3 separate regions of the Sus scrofa genome follow, and regions 2 and 3 are each linked to region 1. A link is a contact called in public Hi-C data. All regions are on one chromosome and are shown on one strand. The core of a region is the stretch at or near the end of the contact, and the rest is flanking DNA. Distances in the headings are between cores, read along the strand shown.

Evidence for each region. Hi-C and Micro-C count contacts between places; a contact is called where the count stands out from the background.
Region 2: a Hi-C map of skeletal muscle shows a contact between it and region 1, with 3 times the contacts expected there. A contact is called at or near these places in 3 of 47 Hi-C or Micro-C datasets (psoas muscle and skeletal muscle) and 1 of 2 datasets of targeted methods (skeletal muscle).
Region 3: a contact with region 1 is called in a Hi-C map of liver, with 3 times the contacts expected there. A contact is called at or near these places in 4 of 47 Hi-C or Micro-C datasets (embryonic fibroblasts, liver and skeletal muscle) and 1 of 2 datasets of targeted methods (alveolar macrophages).

What each region holds. Positions count from the first base shown.
Region 1 is chr5:77,193,147-77,196,382 of Sscrofa11.1, reverse strand. The region is part of intron 1 of LOC106510390 (a long non-coding RNA gene); the gene reads right to left. All of the region lies in intron 1 of LOC102160630 (a long non-coding RNA gene), which reads left to right. Among named protein-coding and RNA genes, the nearest start is that of SLC38A2, 69 kb to the right of the region's middle.
Region 2 is chr5:77,420,670-77,423,905 of Sscrofa11.1, reverse strand. All of the region lies in intron 13 of SLC38A4 (sodium-coupled neutral amino acid transporter 4), which reads left to right. The region is part of intron 12 of LOC106510390 (a long non-coding RNA gene); the gene reads right to left. Among named protein-coding and RNA genes, the nearest start is that of SLC38A4, 67 kb to the left of the region's middle.
Region 3 is chr5:76,984,124-76,987,359 of Sscrofa11.1, reverse strand. The region is part of intron 2 of LOC106510388 (a long non-coding RNA gene); the gene reads right to left. It also overlaps the pseudogene LOC110260813. Among named protein-coding and RNA genes, the nearest start is that of SLC38A1, 91 kb to the left of the region's middle.

The DNA of each region.
Region 1 (3,236 bases), core at 288-2,787:
TTAACAAATGGGAGAAATGGTGCAGGAAAATGGCCAAGTTTACCATAAATCACAAAAATAGGAGTTCCCTTGTGGCTCAGTGGTAACAAATCCAACTAGGATCTGTGACGATGAGGGTTCCATCCCTGGCTTTGCTCATTGGTTAAGGATCTGGCATTGCCATGAGCTGTAGTGTAAGTCGCAGACATGGCTCAGATTCTGCATTGCTGTGGCTGTGGTATAGGCCAGCAGCTGTGGCTCAGATTCGACCCCTAGCCTGGGAACTTCCATATGCTGCAGGTACAGCCCTAAAAAAAATTTTTTAAATAGGTTTCAGAGATTAAAAAGAGAGAGCAGAATTCCTGAATCCCAGGCATGGATGGATGATTCTGTCTCCCCTCTTTTACTGTGACACACGTGACCAAAAGGCTATGGCAGCCTTTTCCCCACGTCTCATAAGAGTTGGCATTGAAGAGGTCACACTGTCTGTCCCTAGCCACCTTAAGTTTTAAAGGAAGCACTCAGAGTTCCTGTCGTGGCGCAGGGGAAACAAATCTGACTAGGAACCATGAGGTTGCAGGTTCGATCCCTGGCTTCGCTCAGTGGGTTAAGGATCCAGCATTGCCATGAGCTGTGGTGTAGGTTGAAGACGCGGCTTGGATCTGACGTTGCTGTGGCTGTGGTGTAGGCTGGTGGCTACAGCTCTGATTAGACCCCTAGCCTAGGAACCTCCATATGCCGCAGGTGCGGCCCTGAAAAGACAAAAAATAAATAAACAAATAAATAAAGGGAGCATTCTGAGGCCCATAGAGTTGAAGGGACTTGCCTTAAACCACACAGCTAGTAAGAGAGGCCTCCTTCCCAGACACTGCACTGCTCCATTCATGCTCCATCCCAGAGCCACTGGAACAGACTCACTCATTCAGCAAAAATGTCCTGAGAACCTGCTAGCAGGGGAAGTCCCAGACAGAAGGCCAATTCTCATCTGCTAAAAAAAAAAAAAAAAAAAAAAAAAAAAAAAAAAAAAAAAATTCCTTTCTCCCCTCAAAGGGAAAAAAAAAAAGATCAAAGTCAAAATGAACAGGGTCATAGGTCAGGACAAGATTTAGAGAGGCCTGAAGTTTAGGCAGACCTGGATGCATAGCCTGACTCTACGCTTTGCTAATGTGTGACCTTGGGCTTCTGCATCCTACTCTGTAAAACTGTGAAAATTCCTCAGAAGTGGTTTGTGAGGATGAAAGGAGATGGCGCTTTTTTGTTTGTTTTTTGTTTTTTGGTATTTTTAAATAACATAGTGTCTGGACACAGTAAGAGGGTGACGAAGTGGTCCCAGGTAGCACTACCACTGACTGAGCCAGGCTGGGAAAGAAAGAATATTTTTGTTCCCTTTTCCTTCATTCTCCCCTCAGACAGCCTAAGGGTGCTCTACTCTTGCCCCTGCCGTCTGCACCACATCAAGGCGGAGAGTTCCTTGCGTGTTACAAACGGCTTGCAAGGCCTCACTTCCTGGGTTCTGCATGCAGGGCTTCCTAACTCTAACTCTCTCTCTCTCTCTCTTCCTCTCTCTCGCTCTCTGGCTTTTCACTAAACCACGGCTTTTAAACTCCTCCAAGTCTGTGACTCATCCACTAGTCCAAACTTGCACACATTCCTACAAGAAAGAACTCAGAACTCTGCCTATTAAATTTCCAGTTACTAATAAGACATCAGATTAGACATTCAGCTGAGAATGGCTGAAAAGCAAAACACAAGTGTATTGAGAGCTCCCCCCAATACACCCTTTATTCTTGGCCTCTGTGAGTCCTTTAATCCATAACAAACAACGCAAAGTGCTACATGAAAGGTGACAGGGGCGGGATCCCCAGTGCTCCTGGAAGAGTTGGGATAAGCGCTGGCAAACACAGAGTGAGGAGCATGGAAATGCCAAGGCAGTCAGGGCTATATAAAGACAGATGCGTCAGTGTTCAGAACAGGGAACATCTATAAGACCCAGGGGTTAGCAGAATGACGGTGGAGAGTGAAGCAAGACAGCACCTGTTTGGAAAGGCTTCAAGGAAAAGAGTTCTGAAGGGCAGTGGGGTGACAGGCGGACCTCAGAGGTGACAAGAGGGAGCAGAGCGCAGAGGGCAAGGCGATAACAGAAAGAAAAAGGGAGCAAAGAGCAAAAGTGAGGGTATTTGCAAACTTCACCAGAACACCTTGCTGCCCACGTGAGCAAAGAGAACCGGAGAGCTGAATACATCTGATTAGAAGCAGAGGTAATTGTTGCCCACTCTTCCCCTTACAGGCTTATCTGTATGAATCAAGTCATGAATTCGCTTCCTCCTTAGCATTGATCACAAATGGGAATGCCCCAGACCCAAAGGCAAATAAATAACTTCAAAACCCTAGGAGTGAATTATTAGCCTCGCCTGGATCACTGAAAAGGAGAAACATCTAGGGGTCATGGCCAAACTTTTTTTTCCACTACAGACCTATCTATAAATTTTAAAACATGAATTTCCATAAACGGTTTGGTTAACCTGTCTTATCACACATGACGGCAAGTTTTTAATGACTAGAAGGTTTACGTTTTTGCTGTGTGAACAACGATGTCTAATCCAGCAGCACCGTGTTGCTAGTGGAGACTTTTATAAATACTCGTTGACTCAGCTGCTCATGCTCTTGACTCAGGTCATATCCGTTTCGAGAAACCTTGATTTGATCAACCACGAAGGCCCAGGGGGCCACATGGGTGACAATTTATATAATAAAATAATATCCTCTTTAACGAGAGCATTCAAGGTGACAAGCACAATTCTAGCACCTTACTCATCATTTCCAATTCTTGATGATTAAGGAATCTCACCCTGTGATAAAGCCGATGTCCTTCCAGATGAGAAAACAGGGGCCTAGAGAAGAGAAGCAATGTTCCCAAGTTATATAATTAATAAGTCACTGAAAGGAGACCATAGTCCAGCCCTACCTAATTCCACACTGAGGTGGTGGGGGTCTCACCCAAAAATCAGACAGATTACACCAAGAAATCTCTTAAATCTATGCTTTAAATTAAAAAGAAAAAAAAAAGAAGAAAGAATAACAACTACCTTTGCAGACCTATAAATAGTTTTTCAAATATAAAATTAAGTACGCAGTTAAATAAGCCCCAATAGTCACCACATAAATTGCAACCAGACTTCAAAGGCAACTAAGAGCCATCCCACAAGAAAGGAGGTCAGATTTCTCCAGGCTCCTCAATGCCTCCATCCCATCCACAT
Region 2 (3,236 bases), core at 361-2,860, 230 kb before region 1:
TCACGGCCATGCAGGATCCTTAACCCACTAAGCAAGGCCAGGGATCGAACCCGCAACCTCATGGTTCCTAGTCGGATTCATCAACCACTGAGCCACAACGGGAACTCCCCATGTGGCTTTTTTTAATTTTTACCAACATATAGTTAATTTACAAGGCTGTGATAATTTCTGCTGTACAACAAAGTGACCCAGTCATGCATAGACACATATCCATTCTCTCTCAGATTCTTTTCCCACATAGATTATCATAGACTACTGGGTAGAGTTCTCTGTGCTATACAGCAGGTCCCTGCTGGTCAGTCGTTCTATAAACGTCAATGTGCATATGCCAATCCCAAACCAAATCCCCAGTCCATCCCTCCCACCTCACCCCCAACCTGTCCCCATTGGTAACCATAAGTTTTTCAAAGTCTGTGAGCCTGTTTCTGTTCTACAAATAAGTTCATTTGTATCCTTTTTTTTTTTTTTTAGATTCCACATATAGGTGATATCATATGATGTTTGTCGTTCACTAACTAGCTTCACTTAGTATGATAGTTTCTAGATCCATCCACGTTCCTGCAAATGGCCTTATTTCATTCTTTTATATGACTGAGTGATGTTCCATTGTATACATGTACCACATCTTCTTCATCCATTCCTCTGTTGATGGACATTTAGGTTGCTTCCCTGTCTTGGCTATTGTGAATAGACCTGCCATGAACACTGGGGTGCATGTATCTTTACAAATTATGGTTTTCTCTGGATATATGCCCAGGAGTGGGATTGCTGTATCATATTGTAGTTCTATTTTTAGAGTTTTGAGGAACCTCTGTACTGTTTTCCATAGAGGTTGCACCAACTTACATTCCCACCAACAGTGTAGAAGTGTTCCCTTTTCTCCACACCCTCTCTAACATTTATTATTTGTAGACTTTTTGGTGATGGCTGGTGTAAGGTGGTACCTCATAGTAGTTTCAATTTGCATTTCTCTAATAATTAGTGATGTTGAGCATCTTTTCATGTGTTTTTTGGCCATCCGTTATGTCTTCTTACTTCTTAAATTTTAAAGCGCAAACTGCATCAACTTTCTAAACATAATTGCATTTTCACCACAGTTCTGAAGGTATTTCATGTCTTCCCCCTAGTTTCTTGTGCTACCTTAACATCCCAAAGTAACCTCATTTAATCTGATTCCTTGAAGGCTAATGAGGAGAGTCATGTTAAGTAAATTACATGCCAGAACCAAATTTCTTGAAAAACAACCATATTATCCATCATATGTCTCTTCTGCTGCCCCCAAGATTGACACAGACCCTCTTGCTGGACTTGTAGGAGTATGGTCCCTGCAGGACTTTTGCCATTGGCATCAGTTATTCTGGGATCTACTCAGGCTGGTCATGGAAATTGGGGCAGCACGAGTTAAAACCACCACCTATGGATAAACACAAGCCTGCACTTTCCTGCCAACTCTTCTCCTTTCATAAACACTGAATTTACCATTCATTTCACAGGAGTTGGGGGGGGGCATAAGCAACACAGTAACCAGTCCTGTCCTGTACAGAATGTTCCATACGGAGCCAAGTAGATGAGGACGACTCATATAATGACACTGTGGTCACTTTAAATGCAGCTTGTGTGCTGAAATATTTTCTGGCACATTCCTTTCTCATGAGTGCATGAAATCAGATCCTTATTACTATGGCGGCTAAGAGTTTACTTTTAAAGAATGTCTTTCCTCTCATACATCTGAAAGTATTTCAAATAACATGCACATAGCTTTCATCTAAAATCAGCGCCATTGTGGGTACAAGGCAGAAGACAGCTGTAGACAGAAAGTGTACCACAGGGTAAAATTGCCAAGCAAACAGCATTGCCAAGGAAAAAATATCTGGAGCCCTTATTTTTCATGTGTAAAATAAGATATTAATGATTACATTTGGGGACACAGTGGGCCCTCATATCATTGTCGAGTCACAGTATTTCATTAAAGAACTCTGTTGTGTGTTTCTGTACTGCTTTGTTCATAAGCCCTAAGCACAGTGCTTTCAAGTCGTGGTCTCAGGAGATTAATGGACTTGGCTGTGGTTACACAGCTAGTTGGTAAGAGTTGAACTAGTGCACTGCTCAGAGCATGACCCACTGGTGGTCATGGTAATGAGAAAACGGGAAGTGAGAGTCAGTCTTTCATTTAGTGAGGATCATTCCTGTCAACATTAACAATCCAGATCTTGGGAGTTCCACTGTGGCTCAGTGGTAGTGAACCTGACTAGGATCCATGAGGATTCAGGCTCAAACCTTGGCCTCGCTCAGTGGGTTAAGGATCTGGTGTTGCCATGAGCTGAGGTGTAGGTTGCAGATGTGGCTCAGATCCCACATTGCTGTGGCTGGGGTGTAGACCGTAGCTGTAGCTCTGATTCAACCCCTAGCCTGAATATGCCACCTATGTGGCCCTAAAAAGCAAAAAACAAAACAAACAAAAAAACAATACAGATCTCTCGTAGAAATGCTTCCCCGGTGAAACAGATAAGGCATGGACATAAACCCGACCATCAGGAATGGCGACACATTTCCCATTAGATGTACTTGCCATGATAGTTCAGAAACAATTCCCATCAGATGCCCATTCGAACCAAAACTGATCATTAGAACCAAATTTCAGAAAAACAACTGCTCTCCTGTATTATGTACTTTCACTCCCCATTAGCAGATTTGAAACACTTTGCATGGAGTTCTGTTTCACCCTTACAGTGTTATATTGAGATGTCCTGTATACTGTCCACTTTTTCCTCTGGTTACAAGTCCCTGGAGGTTAGGGGTAGACACAGGGACTGGCACGGGATGAGCTCAACCAGGCGTGCACAGCTCACAGCAGGAATGCTAAGGAAAACAGTCTCCAAATGAATCTTGCCCTTTCTAGAGATGTGTAAACTGCCTTTTCTATAAAAAGCACAGACTTCTCCTGGCCGACATGTGCCGTGAACTTCAGTTTGGGTGAGGATCTTGGCTACGTGAACCTAGCCTCCAGGGTAGTGATGGATGACATAAAAGTGTGTCCAGCCCCCTGTCCCAGTCTAGTGCCACAAGGCTACCTTCAGACACTTCTCCCCCAGAGTGATAGAAGCTGTTAGTGGTGTATATGTTTCTTACAACTGAAAGCCAAGATTTCCCACATGTTAAATGCGGAGTCTGAACAGCCTGGTTCTCCTAACATGTTTCTTTGAATGAAGAAACTCTTCATCAATACGTTTATTTCC
Region 3 (3,236 bases), core at 515-3,014, 210 kb after region 1:
AGGAACTGGCTACTGTCGGCACTGTCTGTAGTCATGTACAGAATGTGATCAAGGGTATTACGCCGGGCTTCTGCTACACGATGAGGTCTGTGTGTGCTCACATTCCCATCAACATCATTATTCAGAAGAATGGTTCTCTTGTTGAAATCCGGAATTTTGGGGGGTAAAAAGTACATCCGCAGGGTTCAGATGAGGCCAGGGGTTGCTTGTTCAGTGTCTCAAAAGCCTAGAAAGATGAGTCAATTCTTGAAGGAAACAACATGGAACTTGTATGAAATTCAGCTGCTTTGATTCAGCGAGCCACAGCAGTTAAGAACAAGGATATCAGAAAAATTTTGGATGGTCATCTACGTTTCTGAAAAAGGAAAAGTTCAGCAGGCTGATGAGTAAGATCTGAGTTGTCCAGTTACGGAAACAGCAAAATGCCAGATGATTCTTCAGACTCATTTGAGATGTTTTAAGATACAATAAAAAGTCTATTGACTTAGAACTTTTTCTTAAAAATTAATTAATTAATTAATTATATCTAGACTAGAACCTTACTTACTATAGAGAGGAATCTGGAAAAGAGATTCCATCTTATATATCAAGTGGGTGAAGGGAAGCATCCATGGACAAAGGAAGCTGTCCTCTTAAGGCAGTTTCACCCACACACCAGAACTACAGCACTGCCTGCAAGCAAAGCCTTAAATCAGACTCCCACATAAGATGAGACTGAGATGGGAAACATGTCTTCCACTCCGTCCAAAAAGGCATCCAGCAGGCCCTGCCCTTTAGGGAAATGTCTTGACCTCCCTTTTGGAGAGTGGTCCTTAGGTGGATGGGGTAGAGGCAATATCCTTTCTTGCAGTGGGCAATTAGCCTGATGAAGACTCCTCATTAGTGCCACCCATCACAGGTGAGACATCAAGAGAGGGCTGTCTATTGGAGAGACGTGGCACCCTAAGCAGAGCAGAGACACCTCTCAGTGAGCTCCACAAGCACTAATCCCACATCTGATCGGGAGTAAAGCTGGACTATGTGTGTGAGCACATGCGATACCTGATCTTCCAGGATTCCCCGCATGACCCAAGGACAAATGGCTTGTCTAGGAGAACGTATGAGGAGGTATGAACGTGGCTTTGGACTCAAACTAACTTGGTTGGAATCCTGCCTCTACCATATACAAGTGACTTTGAGTAGGTTAATCTTGCTCAGTCTCAGTTTCCTTGACCACAAAATGGGAATAATCATAGCCATCTCATAGAATGATTGTGAGGAAGAAACCGTTCAGCACATGATAAATGGCTTTGCAAGTAAGCCCAGAATCCTGGTTACCAACTGTCATGATGGTGATCTTGCTTGTGGGCCCAGAGTCCATGTTTCCCCTGAGTTTGCAGCCAAAACAGGTGAGAAAACCCTACTCAGCCAGCACAAAATCACTGTTTATACCAGACTGGAGGCCAGTATAAAAGCTCAAAGAATGTTGTAGTTCGAATCCAAATGCAACCCTCGCTCTTCTGAATCCCCAAAGGGGGTACTCAAGGTGGAGCTGTCACAGAGAGTTTGTGACTAGATCACTGTAGAAAAGCCAAGCAAACTACGTGCTCTAAAAAGGAGTTCTTTTCACAAGAGTAGCAGTTGGCAGAGACTGCTGCCCTCAAGAGTCAAAGCAGGGTGGATTCTCACCAGGGAAGTGTGCCCTTGGCACAGGCTCCTGGCAGAGGGCATAGAATGTTTTGCCATGACGTCAGAGCTGTGGGCGGCTGAGCCACGTAAGCAGGGTCAGCAGGGCCAAAGCTCATGGGTAGAAATGAATGGCAGAGGAAGTGGAAGAAGACCAGTTCCTAAGAAGGATGAAAAATCACATGTACAGTGGGACAGCTGTTTCCTCCAGTGTCTGAGATCATCGTCAGATTCAATCTTTTTTTGTAATAAAATATCACCTCTATTAATGTGCAGATTCCAGGGTGAGATAATCTGGAAAAGCACTAGATGCTGCATAAACGGTCCCTGACATAAAACTAGAAATTACGTATATGGTAATTAGTTTGCTGTACTAAAACCATGAGCCCCAACACGTCCGTCTTGTACCTCATGGCATTAGGCACTTGAGCTATTTTATTGTATTAGCTGTCTTTGGCAGCTGCCCAGTAATACCTAGAGTCAGTCCCTTGCCCCCCAGCCCCGCCTGCTACCATGAAGCCTGTTAAACAAACTTCTTGAGCAATAAGGTCAGGAACAGTGCAACCTTCCTCACCTTCAATCAACCTTTCCTTAATTGGGCAATTAATTTGCCTACGTGTGGTCCTGACAAAAGAGAAATGCCGTTTTGGTTTTCTCAAAGCATGCCATCAAGACTGCAATTCACTCATCTGAGTTCCTGCTTCTTAGTTACACACATAAGACACCAAAGAAACAGGCGCGCCTAGATGTACATATTCTTCATACTTCATCTTTCCTGTATTTTCAGCAAGCCGAGGTTTAAAACCATCAGCTTAAATGAGAACACTCTCACTCAATGGTTAAATGTTACCCTTTTATTGACCCCGAGGTCATTCAGATTTGAGACTGAAACAACAGCCGGAAATGCTCTGTGAGTGATTATATCTGCACAAATACATCTTTTATTTAAAAGAATATTTATTCAGTCATAAAAAAGAATGAAACTGTGCCATCTGCAGCCACATAGATGGACTTAGAGATTACCATAAAAGTTAGTCAGAGAAAGACAAATATCATATGAAATCACTTACATGCGGAATCTAAAAAATGATGCAGATACACCTATCTACAAAGCAGAAATGGACTCACAGACATAGAAAACAAACTTATGGTTATCAAAGAGGAGAGGGGGAGTTCCCGTTGTGGCGCAGTGGTTAACGAATCCGACTAGGAACCATGAGGTTGCGGGTTCGGTCCCTGCCCTTGCTCAGTGGGTTAACGATCCGGCGTTGCCGTGAGCTATGGGTAGGTTGCAGACGCGGCTCGGATCCCGAGTTGCTGTGGCTCTGGCGTAGGCCGGTGGCTACAGCTCCGATTAGACCCCTAGCCTGGGAACCTCCATATGCCACGGGAGCGGCCCAAAGAAATAGCAAAAAGACAAAAAAAAAAAAAAAAAAGAGGAGAGGAGAGAGGGATAGATTAGGAGTTTGGGATTAACAGATACATGCAACCATATATAAAACAGATAAACAACCGGGGTTTATTGTATAGCACAGGCAACTATATTCAATATCTTGTAATAACCTATAAAG